2 separate regions of the Oryctolagus cuniculus genome follow, and region 1 is linked to region 2. Evidence: chromatin contacts called from public Hi-C data. All regions are on one chromosome and are shown on one strand. Each heading gives the region's core, a stretch centred on a gene start, on an enhancer-like site or on the middle of the called end of the contact. The rest is flanking DNA. Distances are from core to core; before and after follow the strand shown.

Region 1 (3,455 bases), core at 382-2,881, 310 kb before region 2:
CTCGCACGTGTCGCCCAGCTCCGCCCGCGCGGCTCCGCCGCCGCTCAGGCTCCGCCCCCTCGGCGCGCCGGGCCCGAGCTCGTCGGCTCCCGGGCCTTAGCGCCGGCCGCGCGCGGCGGAGCGCTCGTCCAAGTTTGCTCCCGCGACGTCTCCTCAGGGCGGCGGGACCCACCGCGCGGATCCGCTCCCTTGGCCCTTCAGCTTGGCGCTCCCACGTGCCCCCTTCCCTCTTTAACGCTGCCATTGCGTCGTGCGCAGCAGTGGCTTCGGGGGGCCACCCTCTCTTTATCTCCGCACTTCTTAGAATTTTTACTCGATTGTTTATTATTTGCCGGGGGCGGGGGCAGGACGGATGGCGAGCCGAGAGGGGCGTCGGGGGGCCTGGAGACTGGCCCCCGCGGCCACTCAGCGCGCGGCGTGCCTTGACGAGTCAGCGGCGCAGCGAATGGCGACGCGGCGCAGCGCTCCGGGGTCACGCGCGTGTGGAGACGATGACATCATCTGTTTGTACGCGTCGAACTAGCTTGGCGCAGGGGCGGGGCCGCGCGTCACTTGAGTGACGGGCGCTGCGCAAAGCCCGGAGCCCGGAGCCGGCGGGGTGGGCGGACTCCGGCGGAACCCGGGCTGGACGTTCCCGTGCACCGGCTGGTGTGGCGGAGGCCGCAGCCACACAGCGAAACGCGGGCGCTCCGGCGACTGCAATTTTCCCAGCAAGCTATTTGTGAACCGAAGCGGACAGGCGTTTGGCGTGCATGTGGCGTGTTGTGCATTCTTAGGGCATAAACGAGCGATTTGGGGCAGGCATCACGGGATGAGGACTTGTGGAGGTATTCTGTTACGCCTAAAGCCAAAATAGACGTCAGAAGTGCGCAACTGGAAGTTTTGCCGTGAAATCAGAATAAAATTGCTCCCCCTTCTCGGTTGTTCGGAGGCTTCTCTTTCGTCGAGAACCGGGGGATAATTTGATTTTCTTCCTCAGTTAAAGCACCCCCCCCCCCCGTCTGCTATGAAATCCACGAAAAAGGGAGACGATTGTAGTTCAGCGTCCACACGGGGGGGGACCCAGGGCAAACCCTGGGAGCCTGATCGAATCGGACGCATCTATCAAAGTGTCGCAGACAGCAACGTCCACGCCGAGGCGACCCCGGCCCTCCGCGGTCAGCACCTTCTCTCGGATGTTACCTGGCGTCCGGTTCTAACGCTGCGGGATCCGACACCAGAGCCCGGCGGGAGGACGCGCGCGCAGGCCAGGGACCCCGCCACCCCACTCCCCACGGTGGCCGGGACTTCGCCCGGTTCTGCGGGGCGTCCGTGGCTCCGCGCGCCTTCCCCTCTCCCGCCTCAGGCGAGCCAACGCCGCGCTTTGTTGTCGCGGCGCCCGGCAGGGCCAGCGGCGGAAGCCCTCGGCTCCCCGGCCCGCGGAGCACGCGCGCGCACGCCCCGGCGCCCACGCGCAGGCGCGCGCGATCCCTCTCACACACACCCCCACACACGCGCGCGCGCGCGCGCACACGCCGGAGCGCCCGCGGCCCCCGCCCCGGCCCTCCCCCTGGGCGGGGACCCGTCCGCCCGCCCGCCGTCAGCCTAGGTTGAGGCTCCCTGCGTGTGTCTATAACTTTGTGCTGCTGCCGCGGCCGCCCTGCTCGTGGAAGGGAGGAGGAGGAATGTGGAAGGCGGCGGCGGCGGCTGCGGCGCGCAGGCTGACAGGCGGTTCCTCGGGCGGGCTGCGGCGGCGGCCCGAGCGCCTCTCCTTCGCCCGGGTGGCGCGCCCCCTCCTCGCCGTGCCCCGGGCCCGCGCGGGATTGTGCGTCCTCCCGCCTCGTCCCTGAAGGGAAGGAACCGAGGTAGGCGCCGGAGCTGTGCAGCGGGGCGGCCGCCTTCCCGGTGACTCCGGATCTGCTTCCGAGCGGGGCCAGGCGCTTCCCGTTTTCCCCTCGGTGTGCGCGCCCCCCTTCGCTCCCGCTAGTGTTTTTTAAAGGACTTGAGGGAAGGGGGGAAACTGTCAAGATGGCAGCAGCGGGAGCAAGGAGGTGATGAACGCGCTGGCCCGAGCTTTCTGGCCGCCCGGGAGACTTGGCGCTTCCCGACCTGTTGGAAGATTTACGCTGCGCCTCGCCCCCTCCCTGCGTCCCCGACCCGGGCAGCGGGCGGAGGGCACGGCGTCCCCCGGGAGAATAAACCACCCGAACCCCGAAGTGGCCGTTCCCGCCTGGCTGGACCCCCGGAGAGCACCCGCGGGTGTTGCCTGTCCCCCTTCTTTCCGTTTTTTTTTTTTTTTTACCCCCTATCTTGGAAGTGGCAAGGCCCGCCTGCGCCCAGACCCCGGCTCCCCCAGTCGCCCTCCCGGCCCCAGGGCGAAGAAGGGAGTAGGGGCTCGGGCCACGGGGCCGGGCGGGCGGCGGCAGGGAGTCGCGGAGGCGGCAGGGCAGGGGAACGGGAGCGGAGCGCGGAAGACGCCACAGACTTTGGCGGCGCCGCCGCCGCGGGAGGCACTTGAGCGGGGCCGGAGCGAAACATAAACAAACGCACGCCCGCTCCGGCTCCGACCGCGGCTCGGCTGCGCCAGCTCCGGCCGCGGCCCGCTTTAAAGGCGCGGCGCGCCCCTCCCCCGGCCCGGCCCCCGCCCCTCCCCCGCCCCGCCACCTAGCCCGGGAGAGACCCGCAGATCGGGCGGCGGCGGGGGAGGGGGCTGCCCCGTGCGCGGCCGGCCATTCGCTCGCGTCTCCCCAGCGGCCTGGCCAGGGGGCGGCGTCTGCTGCGCCAGGTTCGCGGGACGCACGTCTCCAGGTCTGCCTGTTCCCGGGTGGCGGGTGCGGCGGCGGCGGCGGGCTCCCGCCCGGGATAACCAACTCCCCCTCTGTCTCCTCTCGTGCTTCCTCAGGCGGCGGCGGCGGCGGCGCCCCGGCCCTCCCCCGCCGCACCCCGCCCCGGCGCGAGAGGAGAGCGCGAGAGCCCGAGCCGCGGGCGGGCGGGCGGGCGCCGAAGATGGCAGAGGCGCCGGCCTCCCCGGCCCCGCTCTCTCCGCTCGAAGTGGAGCTGGACCCGGAGTTCGAGCCCCAGAGCCGACCGCGTTCCTGCACTTGGCCCCTGCAGAGGCCGGAGCTCCAGGCGAGCCCGGCCAAGCCCTCGGGGGAGACGGCCGCCGACTCCATGATCCCCGAGGAGGACGACGATGAAGACGACGAGGACGGCGGCGGCCGGGCTGGCTCGGCCATGGCGATCGGCGGCGGCGGCGGCGGCGGGAGCGGCGCGCTGGGCTCCGGGCTGCTCCTGGAGGATTCGGCCCGCCTGCTGGCTGCCGGAGGGCAGGACCTCGGGCCCGGGCCAGCGCCCGCGGCGGGCGCGCTGAGCGGGGGGACGCAGACTCCGCTGCAGCCTCAGCAGCCGCTGCCACCGCTGCAGCCGGGGGCGGCTGGGGGCTCAGGGCAGCCGAGGAAATGCTCCTCGCGCCGGAA
Region 2 (3,764 bases), core at 269-2,768:
AAGCACGCCTGGTGAGTATGGCCTTCGTCTTCTGGCTGAACTAAAAGCAGACAACTCTGACATGGTGGTTGTGGAACAGAAACCTTGACAGCGTAGGAGCAGTATAAATAACCCAAACTGGTGCTTGGGAGGAAGTGTGAGGACCGGTTTCTTCGCTTTCATAATGGAAAATAGATTTTTATCAGCAGCTACAGCCTAAAATTGAAATACGCAGTTTAAAAAAGAATGGTTTCAGCCTCCTAATGTTTCTCATTTTTTTTTTCCTCAACTTTAGAGAAATCTTTTAGCATCCTCTCTCTCTCTCTCGGGAAGACCCGCTCACCTGAAGTTCTGCAGCTCCTTCAGTCTCACCTCCGTTTCTGTTTCTCTCTTAAACTCAAGCAAATGTACACTGAATGATGCTTCACGATTAGTAACGAGGGTGATAGAGTATCACGTACATGGATCCACTTGCCTGCCCTCCCTCCCAGCCTTCTGTGTTTTTTAAAATTCTCCTTTTATCTGAATATATTCAAAAACATGTCTGAAATTATGTTTACCGCATATTAATGATGTTGATTTCTGGGTGGTGGGATGCTGGATGATTTTCTTAACCTCTTATTTGTACTTTCTTATATTGCCTAGCCTTGGAAATAATAATAAATATGTCATTTTTTCAAAAGCAGTGAAGTCGTTATTCTTTTTAAGGATGATGTGACTGAGAAACTTTCCATTTAGACAAAACAAGCTTTGGCGAGAATAATTTTGTAGAGGTCACCTTTACTTTATGGTAGTGTCCATTGGATTAGCATCCCTGGGTAGGCAAAGCTAGCTCTGTGTTGGAGGGTTTGAGAGATTAAAAGGACTCCTCCCTGTGAGATGCTTATGAATGTGTCAGGGCGTGCTGCTCAGGTGGTCCCCAGCCCAGCAGCGTTGCCATCTTCTGGGAGCTTGTCAGCAATGCTGGGTCTCAGGGCCAGCGCTGGAGTGCAGCAAGTTAAGCCACCCTTGGGACAAGGGCATCCTGGACAACCTGTATCTGCTCCACTTCCTATCCAGTTTCCTGCTAATGCACTCAGGAATGGAAGGGTAGATGGCCCAGGTCCTTGGGCCCCTGCCACTCCTGTAGGAGACCTGGACAGGGTTCTGGGCTCCTGGCTTTGGCCTGGAGCAGCCCCGGCCATTGCAGCCATTTGCAGAATGAAACTGCAAATAAGGGATTCATATTCTCCCTTCTCTCTCTCTCTCTCTCTCTCTCTCTCTCTCCCTCTCCCTCTCCCTCTCCCTCTCCCTCTCTCTCTCCCCTCCTCTGCCCTCCCCTCCCCTCCCCTCCGCTTCCTCCTTCCCTTTCTCTCTCTGCCTTTCAAGTAAAGTTAAAAAAAAAAAAAATCGAAAGAAAACAATGCCGCCTCCTGGGGCCCAGACCTGCTGAATTAGAATCTGCGTTTGTGTAAGTGTCCTGGTGATCGGAAAGCCTCTGAAAGCTTTGGAAGCACTGCTCGGTGGCGCACCCCAGTGCTGGAGGCTGGAGAGGAAACAGAGGAAAAGAGTTCAGCAATCAGAGAGAGCGCCCAACTCCGGCTTGAAGATCAGGGATTTCCGGGAGTGGGTGGGGTTTGCGGTGGCGCTCAAAAGCTGAGTTTCCTTAGGGACCGAGCCTTGTTCTCCCCGCCCCCCAGTAGGGGAGGTGGGATTTGAGGTGGTCCTGGTGGCAGGGCTACCCTGAGGCCATGAGCCTAGAGCCGAGCAGTGTGCCTGCTTGTGACGGCTGCCCTGCCGCAAGTGCCACACAGGCTGGAGAGTCTGCCCCCAGCAATGTGAAGGACCCCTGGGGGGGGCGGGGAGCGCCTGGGGCGGAGGAGACCCCTGGGAAGCAGCGGGGGAGGGGGGCATTCATGGGGTGGGGGAGTGGGGAGTGGTTGTGCTGCGGAGCCGGGTGCTGCGGCTGTGGGTGTGAGCGAGGGGGAGGGGGGAGTCGCAGGCCCGCGCGGCACTGGCGGCACTGGCACATCGTGTGTGCATGTGTGCGGTGCCTGCGACTATGGAGCTTTGAATGAATGTTAAGGGAGGCCTGAAGCTGGGCTTTCGCTCTGCGCCGAGGGAATTCACGGTTAACTCATTCAAGCTAACCTGGTTAGCTACAGAGCAGTCTCGAAATCAAGCTTAGAGAGAGAACGTAAGTAATAACCAGTTAGTGATATTGAAAAAGATTAAAGTGTGTGTGTGTGTGTGTGTGTGTGTGTGTGTGTTTAAATCCTGGGCTGTAACCCAACACGACCAGGATCTTGGAGAACTTTCTGAAAATTTTTCCTTGTAGATATCACTCTAAAAGTATGTCCTTTAATTTCATTGTGTCTATGTGTAACTCTTCAAGTAAAATTCTGTTTTTTCAATGTGTATTTTTATTTGAAAGGCAGAGTGACAGACTGGGAGAAACAAGGAGAGAGAGAGAGATCTTCCATCCAACTGGTTTACTCCCCAAATGGCCACAGCCGCCAGGACTGAGCCAGACTGAAATTGGGAACCCAAACTCCATCCAGGCCTCCCACGCGTGTGCAGGGGCCCACACACTTGGGCCACCTTCTGCTGCCTTTTCGGGTGCATTCTCAGGGAGCTGGATTGGAAGTGGAGCTGCTGGGATTTGAACTGGTGCTCTGATAGGAGACGCCAGCTTCAAAGGCAGTGGCTTAATCCTCTGCCCCACGACTCAGACCCTAGACTAGCATTCTGTTTTTAAGGTGAGTATTTGAGAAACAGTGGTAGGGCCAGTATTGTGACACAGCAGGTGTAGCCATTGCCTCCCAGATTAGAGCACTGGTTGCAATCCCGGCTTCTCCGCTTCCCATCCAGCTCCCTGCTAACGCGCCTGAGAAAGCAGTGGAAGACGGCCCAAGTACTTGGGCCCCTGCACCCACGTGGGAGACCTGGATGGAGTTCTGGACTCCTAAGTTCTTCCTGGACCAGCCCAGGTTATTTGTGGCCATTTGGAGAGTGAACCAGCCCATAGACGATCTCCTAGTCTTTCTTCTCCCCCTCCCCCCATCTGTCTATAATTCTGCCTTTCAAATAAATAAATGAGTCTTTTAAAAAAGTGATCATCTGTCTGGAAATGTTCTATCTGGTGCCGTGGGCCAGGATGACAAGGAAGCCACCGTCTCCCCAGCGCTCCACCTATCCCGGCGCTGGCATGCTCAAGTTGCACTCCAAGTCTCTGAGAGATGTTAAGGCAAGGATCAGCAGCAAGCTAAGGTCCACAGGCCGAATCCAGGCCATCACTTGCTTTTTGTGAAATAAGCTTTACTGGAACACAGCCACACTCACTTATTGTCCCTGGCTGAGCGGACACTCCTGCAGCGGTCGAGCTGAGTCTTGTGGCAGAGACCCCGTGACTACAAAGCCTAAAACATTTACCACCTGACTTGAGTCTGCAACTTGAACCCAAATCTAAAATTAAAGTGTCTTTTTCTTTAGGGCAAGGAAAAGTTCAGGATTTGCTAAAAATTTCTTTTCTTATAAGCATCCTTTAACATTTCCTTCTCTGTTTCCTTATGTGTAATTTTTTCCCAAAGTAGAAGTAAATTTGTTGCTTTGTTTCTTCATTCTAAATCTTTCTTGATTTTTTTTGTAATTCCTTTAAAGTAAGAGCAAACAAACTATATAAAACCCAGGAGCTGGGGTGGGTATTTGGCCTACCTGTTAAGATGCCAGTCAGGACACCCACAGCCCACTTGAAATGCCTGGTTTCAAATCCGGCGGCACTCCCAATTCTAGCTTCCTGCTAAACA

The links. A called contact is a pair of places that touch in the nucleus more often than the background predicts.
Region 1: a contact with region 2 is called in a Hi-C map of psoas muscle, with 3 times the contacts expected there. The contact joins the promoter of FOXO3 here to the enhancer-like site in region 2. A contact is called at or near these places in 2 of 6 Hi-C or Micro-C datasets (psoas muscle and an unstated tissue).

What each region holds. Positions count from the first base shown.
Region 1 is chr5:62,845,027-62,848,481 of mOryCun1.1, reverse strand. It overlaps FOXO3 (forkhead box O3), which reads left to right and starts at 1,631. Exons shown (of 4, transcript XM_051854457.2): 1 at 1,631-1,844; 2 at 2,882-3,455. The coding sequence starts at 2,986.
Region 2 is chr5:62,529,920-62,533,683 of mOryCun1.1, reverse strand. All of the region lies in intron 5 of ARMC2 (armadillo repeat containing 2), which reads left to right. Among named protein-coding and RNA genes, the nearest start is that of ARMC2, 39 kb to the left of the region's middle. Within about 2 kb of position 1,518, at least 5 of the 8 cell types and tissues checked have an H3K27ac peak or open chromatin away from gene starts, as enhancers often do.